Regions from separate parts of the Capsicum annuum genome. Here region 2 is linked to region 1. A link is a contact called in public Hi-C data. All regions are on one chromosome and are shown on one strand. The core of a region is the stretch at or near the end of the contact, and the rest is flanking DNA. Distances in the headings are between cores, read along the strand shown.

Evidence for each region. A called contact is a pair of places that touch in the nucleus more often than the background predicts.
Region 2: a Hi-C map of leaf shows a contact between it and region 1, with 5 times the contacts expected there. The contact joins two enhancer-like sites. A contact is called at or near these places in 2 of 5 Hi-C or Micro-C datasets (leaf and placenta).

What each region holds. Positions count from the first base shown.
Region 1 is chr3:41,521,275-41,524,369 of UCD10Xv1.1, reverse strand. It overlaps LOC107863897 (phospholipid--sterol O-acyltransferase), which reads right to left. Exons shown (of 16, transcript XM_047409309.1): 15 at 3,035-3,095; 16 at 1,800-2,171. The coding sequence ends at 3,043. Among protein-coding and RNA genes, the nearest start is that of LOC107863897, 51 kb to the right of the region's middle. Within about 2 kb of position 1,254, at least 2 of the 5 cell types and tissues checked have an H3K27ac peak or open chromatin away from gene starts, as enhancers often do. A contact at or near this core is called in leaf, where this site is marked.
Region 2 is chr3:41,850,850-41,854,195 of UCD10Xv1.1, reverse strand. It overlaps LOC107863894 (putative F-box protein At2g02030), which reads right to left. Exons shown (of 3, transcript XM_016710082.2): 3 at 832-2,138. The coding sequence starts at 2,099. The coding sequence ends at 918. It overlaps LOC107863892 (rho GDP-dissociation inhibitor 1-like), which reads left to right. Exons shown (of 5, transcript XM_047409313.1): 5 at 223-472. The coding sequence ends at 291. Among protein-coding and RNA genes, the nearest start is that of LOC107863894, 5.4 kb to the right of the region's middle. Within about 2 kb of position 1,540, at least 1 of the 5 cell types and tissues checked has an H3K27ac peak or open chromatin away from gene starts, as enhancers often do. A contact at or near this core is called in leaf, where this site is marked.

The sequences.
Region 1 (3,095 bases), core at 5-2,504:
ATACCACAATAATTTTTTTGGCGACAATATTAGGTGTTCTTTCGGCCTTGCATACTTTAGCACTTCAGTTGATAGAGAAACCATTGAAAGACTAGAAAGTACGATTTCTAAACTCGCTGAAGAACTTGTTGAACAGAGAGAGAGGTCGCAGAAAAGGGAGGAGGAAACTTCATCACAAATCAGGATGTTGCAGGAGCAGTTCAGCTCTTTCATTCAGACTGCAGGGGTTATTCCTCCGTGTCCTGGTGATGTTGTTCGGGCTGCAAAAGGACTTGACCTCCTGGATGATATCAGCACAGATGAGGATATGGAAGACGAGGATGAGGACAAATTCGATGATGATGACTTTTAGTTTTTTTACTTTTGTATGTGTTGTACTTTGAATTTAGATATTACGTTGTAGTTTGTACATTTTTGAAACTATTGTTGTAGTTGTTAACACTTTTGAAACTATTGTTGTTCTTTAAATTTACACATTATATTGTAGTTTGTACTCTTTTGAAACTATTGTTGTGTTGTACACTTTTGAAAGCATTTACAATTGTTGATTTTAAAAAAAAAAAATAACAGAATCTACCACAAGTGGTTGTTTTTTTAAAAAAAAAAACGACCACTTGTGGTTGGTTTTTTTATTAAATAAATTAATTAATTTAATAGAAAAGTGGTCGATTTTATATTAAATTAATTAATTTATTTATTAGAAAACTGACCACTTGTGGTCGGTTTTTATTTTTTTATTTTTTAAAAAATTATTTTTCCAAATTTTAAAAACATAATAATAAATTTTTAAAATAAATATATTTTTTTGAAAAACCGACCAATTGTGGTCGGTTTTTAAAAAACTACCAATTGTTTATCGACCACACAGTTTGGTAGGTTTTGTGGTCAGAATTTGGGGAAAACCGACCACTTGTGGTCGATTTTCTCCTTTTTTTTAGTAGTGTCTTAAAATTATTGAATTATATCAAATTCATATTCTAAATTGTTTGAGGAAAGATATGTTCAATGCATTGTTCTCGTGTATTAGTCTTTTATGGTAGATGAGTACTTTCTTCCTTGTTTATACTTAGGTTTATATCTATACATACTTAGACATGGTCAATGTCTCTAAAGCCTCCGATAGGGCGTAGAATGAATTTTTGTTAAGAAAATACTCTTGAGAATAGGCTCTGATCAAATGTTTATTGGTTGGAAGAGCAGAATGTATCCCTTCTAAAAGCTATATATATAAATTCAAAAGAAATGATGAAGTTGTTGGATTTAAATTAATGAGGAGTTCAATGCAAGATGACTCGTTATCACCTTTGTAGTCTTTGGTTTGTGCTAAAAAGGCTGAGGAATGGTCAAACCAGAGGGTTAAGAATGGATGCAAATGGACCTAGTACATCACATTTACTTTTTATTGATGGTTTCATAATTTTTATTCGATGGGTCAATAATCGCAGTGCTAGGGCGATCATTTTACGTGTGTTAAATAGAAGCTAAATATTTGGTCAAGGTGATTAATGTAGACTATTTATTTTAGCAAGAATATTTAGAGGCAGAAAAGAATATAATATTTTTTCTATATCGGGATAGTGCCAAAGAAGTCCAATACTTAGGTTTGCACCACGAATTAGCGGCAGTGATAGGAAGTTCTTAAAAAAGATTAGATTTATTACTAATAGGACACAAGCAACAAGTTGAGGGATATATAGAAAAAACTCTCCCAGGATTTAGGATTCAGGATTTTAGTCTAAGAAAAGAGGTTATATTACAGCTATACCTAGTTATGCTTTTATGTAAAGAACTAGCATCCATGATATCAAACTTCTGATGCAGTCAGAGTTATGGAATAAATAATCAGTGAAGTCTCAATACATGGACTAGATTTTCAGAACTATTGGCATCAAAAACACCATGCATATAAATGATCAGCACTCTTAAAATGAGTAGAGCTATCTCGACTCTATGCTGTAATTACATTCTGATGTGGAACATGTTATTGTGCTAAATTAATACTATACAAAATTTCTTTCATTTGGATGTACAGGTGGTCCAGAACTCCAGATGCTTCCGAGTTTATGATACACAGACGAAGTTGGGTGCGACGCTGTCCCGACGAACATCCAGTCTTTGCTCTCTGAATCGTTTGGCCTTGCTTCTAATGTGTGTGGAATGTACTACTGTTTCTGCAAAACAAAATGTCCATGTCAAAAGGATTATCACTGGTGCTTTAGAGAGTGATGAATTTGATACAACCTTTAGAGAACCACACCCCAAAAGCTAGCTATTAAAGTAGAAGAGCCAACGTTATATAAGCCCCACGTAGTTCGCTATTAGACACTGATGTGGGACTCAAGTCCCATTTCCTTGCAATAATTATCGTAACAAAACCACCATGCTAAGGTTCTTGAATATTCAAACTTGGAGAGCAAAGAACAAGATCCCCCCCCTCTCTCCTCCCTTCTTGAAATTGGAAAGCTCTTATTTTGGAGGAAACCCAATTCTATAGTTGCCAATAACTTCTTCCATCTCTCAGAAAGAAAGTCAGGAGCATCAGATAGGATTTACTCGAGGGAAGGCACAGCACTACAACAACAACAAACCCAGCGAACTCCAACAAATGGAGTCAAAAGCACAACACACTCACTTAAAAAGTTGCCCACTTTTTGCCCCCCGAAACTAAAGTTTAAAGCACCAAGAACATCACTAAATCATACATTATTAAATAAAATGACCGTCCTTTTTGAAAAAGTATTAAAATAAAATGACATTTTTTATGAAATAATAAAATAAAATGAACATCATTATTCTGCTCCCTTCAAGGAATAAGTCGGTCATGCCTTGATCAGCTGAGCTATGTAAATCAGTAAATGTACTTCCAAAATATCAAGGTAATGGGGGACAAGTGATCATCCCTTTTGTAGAAGCACAAAGTACATTTTAGCAAGTCTTGGTCCTGTTATCACATATTTTGGTTCTCATTTATGCTTCCATAGGATAATTAGCTGCAGAATTGTTCTTTATCCTTCTAACAAAGAAAGAAGCACACCTTAAAAATCATACATAGTGTGACAGGAGATGAGATGTAGAATTCTTCAATCTGCAACTCT
Region 2 (3,346 bases), core at 291-2,790, 330 kb before region 1:
CCGGTAAATATGTCCATAGTATGAAAGAAACTGTTTTACTTTTGTATCCGTCCTTTTAGCACTATTGGTACCAGGAATTATGTGCATGTTCGGCAACTTTATGGTTGTGTACTTCTGTGGCCTCTTTATCAGTCTTGCAATTTTCGTCCAATTTACGATTCATATTGATGAGTGAAGATGTTGATGAATTAATTTTTTTCTATGGATTCTTATGTTCTGCAGTTTGTGGATGATGATAAAAGATGTCACTTGGAGCTCAATTACTCATTTGAAATAAGCAAGAGTAGGTAGCCAATGCGTCCCTGCAGCTATTTCTGGCCTTCTTGTAAACTGGATATTCGACTGAATTTTTGTCTTTGGATTGTACCTTGTTTACTTGAGCACATACATAGCAATAGCTTAGCAAATGTGATTTACTTTTTACAGTTGATCTCTTGATGCTTTATATGAGATTTGGTTGCTTTTTGTGTTATTGATATTGCAAAAGGCTTCTTCCCTTGCATTGTTATAAAACAGTGAATTTTTGATATTATTGAGTATCAACTTTATGAAACCAAACAGATAAGAGGAGATAAAAGTAGAAGAAAACGATTCTGGATATTTGCACCTGTATCTTTTGGTACCAAGTCTGTTAAACTTAAGGTTATTCATCAGTCCTTTTCACATGAACTCGTTGGCTTTTAAATGTTCGCTTGTGGTTGTGGAGTTTTAAACTGCTAAAGCTAAACTCTGCCTGAAGGTGTGAAGTTTGATTTTGATGTGGCTAAATTTCAAATATTTCGTCAATTTTGACTATGCTTTAATTATTATATTTTCTCAACTTGGAGTAACTTGAAATTCAAAATTGCAATCCTTAAAGTCATAAGTTTCAAAGTTTTAACGCCACAAAGGGTCAGGTTGAGTATTTATACATCCCACTAAAGTTGAGGACTATCCCATGAAACAAGGGACTTTACATGAGGCATATAAAGATCTTTAATTCTCTTGGTGCCTTTAAAATTAACCTCCTCCATTTCTTCAGCTTCAAAATTGTAAACATGTAACAAAGCATATCCTTCTTCTCTCTCGAAAACTATTTCCTTCGTCGAAGCACAAAGGGGAACAAATCCAGTGATATCATATAACCTATTGATGCTATATCTCTTTAACCAATTCCCACTCTTCAGTATCCATACCTGAATCAGATTCAATGTGGCATGAGTTACAAAGCTCAGGGAGCCTCCAATCTCAACAAGTCTATCGTTTTTGGTGCTGCTGATTGGTAGAGGTATAGTTAGGAATTTCTCATCATGAAATCCCAAGGAGACAACATGCTTACAGCCCTCACTCTGTGGAAGCCAATACAAAGCACCAACTGCTGAAACAGATCTACGAGTAGTGATCAAAACAAATTCTTTTGAATTAGGTCCATCCACTGCATGCCATGATCTTGTAGTAAGGTTCAGGATCTCACAACGAATGTTTCTAGATTCACGGAACAAGTGTACTACTTTATAAGCACCTGTGAAATTGCTGAACATGAACCCATAGCACTCGGTCCCAAAGCCAACCGTTCCAAGGGGCACTCTAATGTGGTTCCGCGTACTTGGATTTATAACAACTAGACCTCCACCATTCCTAATCTTGACAAGGACCAAACCATTGCAGGCAGCCAAAATGCACTCTATGTTCCTCAAATTATCTGGCATACAAACTCTATGGCCTTTACCGCTGAGGATGTCCCAGAAATGGAAATAACATTCAGTCTTATTCGAAGGTAGTGGAAAATCTGAATGTATGATTTCCTCGTGAACGGAACTTTCAGTAATTAGAACTGTCTCAGATTGACGAAAGTGAGCTTCAACAAAAGTTGGACTGTTGATCATGTTGAGAAGCGACTTGCATACGCAACGCAGTCCACACAGAGTCTCAGCTGGAAGTAGAAGAAAAATCTTAAAAAGCAAGTGATCAGGAAGCCAATTTCCCTTGGTCTCTAAATTATCATCCATTTCTTCTTTTGTTTCTCTTGATGTTGTACATCGTTTCAGCTGTTCAAGCGTGATTGTTTCTACAGATGCCAACTTAAGCCACTTTTTACCTCTTGGCAACCTGTCTTTCATGACGTAAATCCACTAAAATCAGAAAGCTCTAAAAGAAATCTGCAGCCAAAACGAAAAAAAATCATTTTAGAAGGAAAAAGCTTCATGCCAGGTGCCAGTACCTCGTTATTCCCTTAGTATTTGTGAGGGTGAGCCACAGGTTTATGAAAATTACAACAATAATTTCCAGCAAAAAATTTTAGCAACCAGATAGTTTCACATAGAAAACTCCCATCATTTTTTTGTACTTACTTAATGCTTGTCTATTCTCACCTTACCTCGCCTTCTTGGCCTTTTTCTCTCCAAAGACAAAAAAAATTACCTTGTCACTACATTTTTTACAAGGAGAACTGCAATGGGAAATTGTGAAAGAAAAAAAATGACAAGGAGCAGCTTTAAGTGGAAAATGGCTTCACAACAGTTTGCTAACTGAAAAAGATTTGAAAATTACTCAATAAATGAAGAAGGATAAGCCAGGAAGACCAACTGTTTAACTAGTTGTCCTTACACTTCATTAAAGAAGAAATTGGATCATATACCTAATTTGTGTGTGTGTGTGTGTATGTGTGTGTGTGTGAGAGAGAGAGAGAGAGCAAGAGGCAGGGAGAGAGATGATGTAGGGCACAATTATTAGATCTAATTTTTAAGTATACAGAATTAAAACATGAACAGGATACTAGCAAGAAGCATCCAAAGATAAAGGTTGCATAAGTCTGACTATATTCATCCTGTTTGCTATTTGCATTCGCATAAAAGAGTTCATCATGAAATTGAGAATATGTAAAAACCCAAAACAAAAGGGGAAAAAATGGTCTGGAGTCGGACAATATAAATGTAAGCAAACTATATACTTGCACGCTTCAATTTATAGCACCAATCAACACGATTCCAGAAATCTAAACGGAATACAGCAAAACAATCATCATAAGAAGCACCTCTGAATTCTAAGCTTGTAGCCTCAGCTAACACCGGTGCTTTAAAATCTTGGCGAGTCACTAACATGTCTACCAGAGAGCATACACTAGAGAAATGACATAGGGCTTAAAATACTAGTAGAATACATCTTCTTTGAGCAATAAGATAGCTTATCAGGCATCAAGATTGCCAGTTTTTTATGACAAGGAATAAGGGAACTCTGAAGACTAGTAGTAGTTTTTGTGAAACCATTGCAACCCCAAACACTCCCATATGATCAGAACTCTTCGTCCAGGAAGCTAACTCACTAGGGGAATTAACCTGTTACATTCCCTGGACACAGCATGTAACAT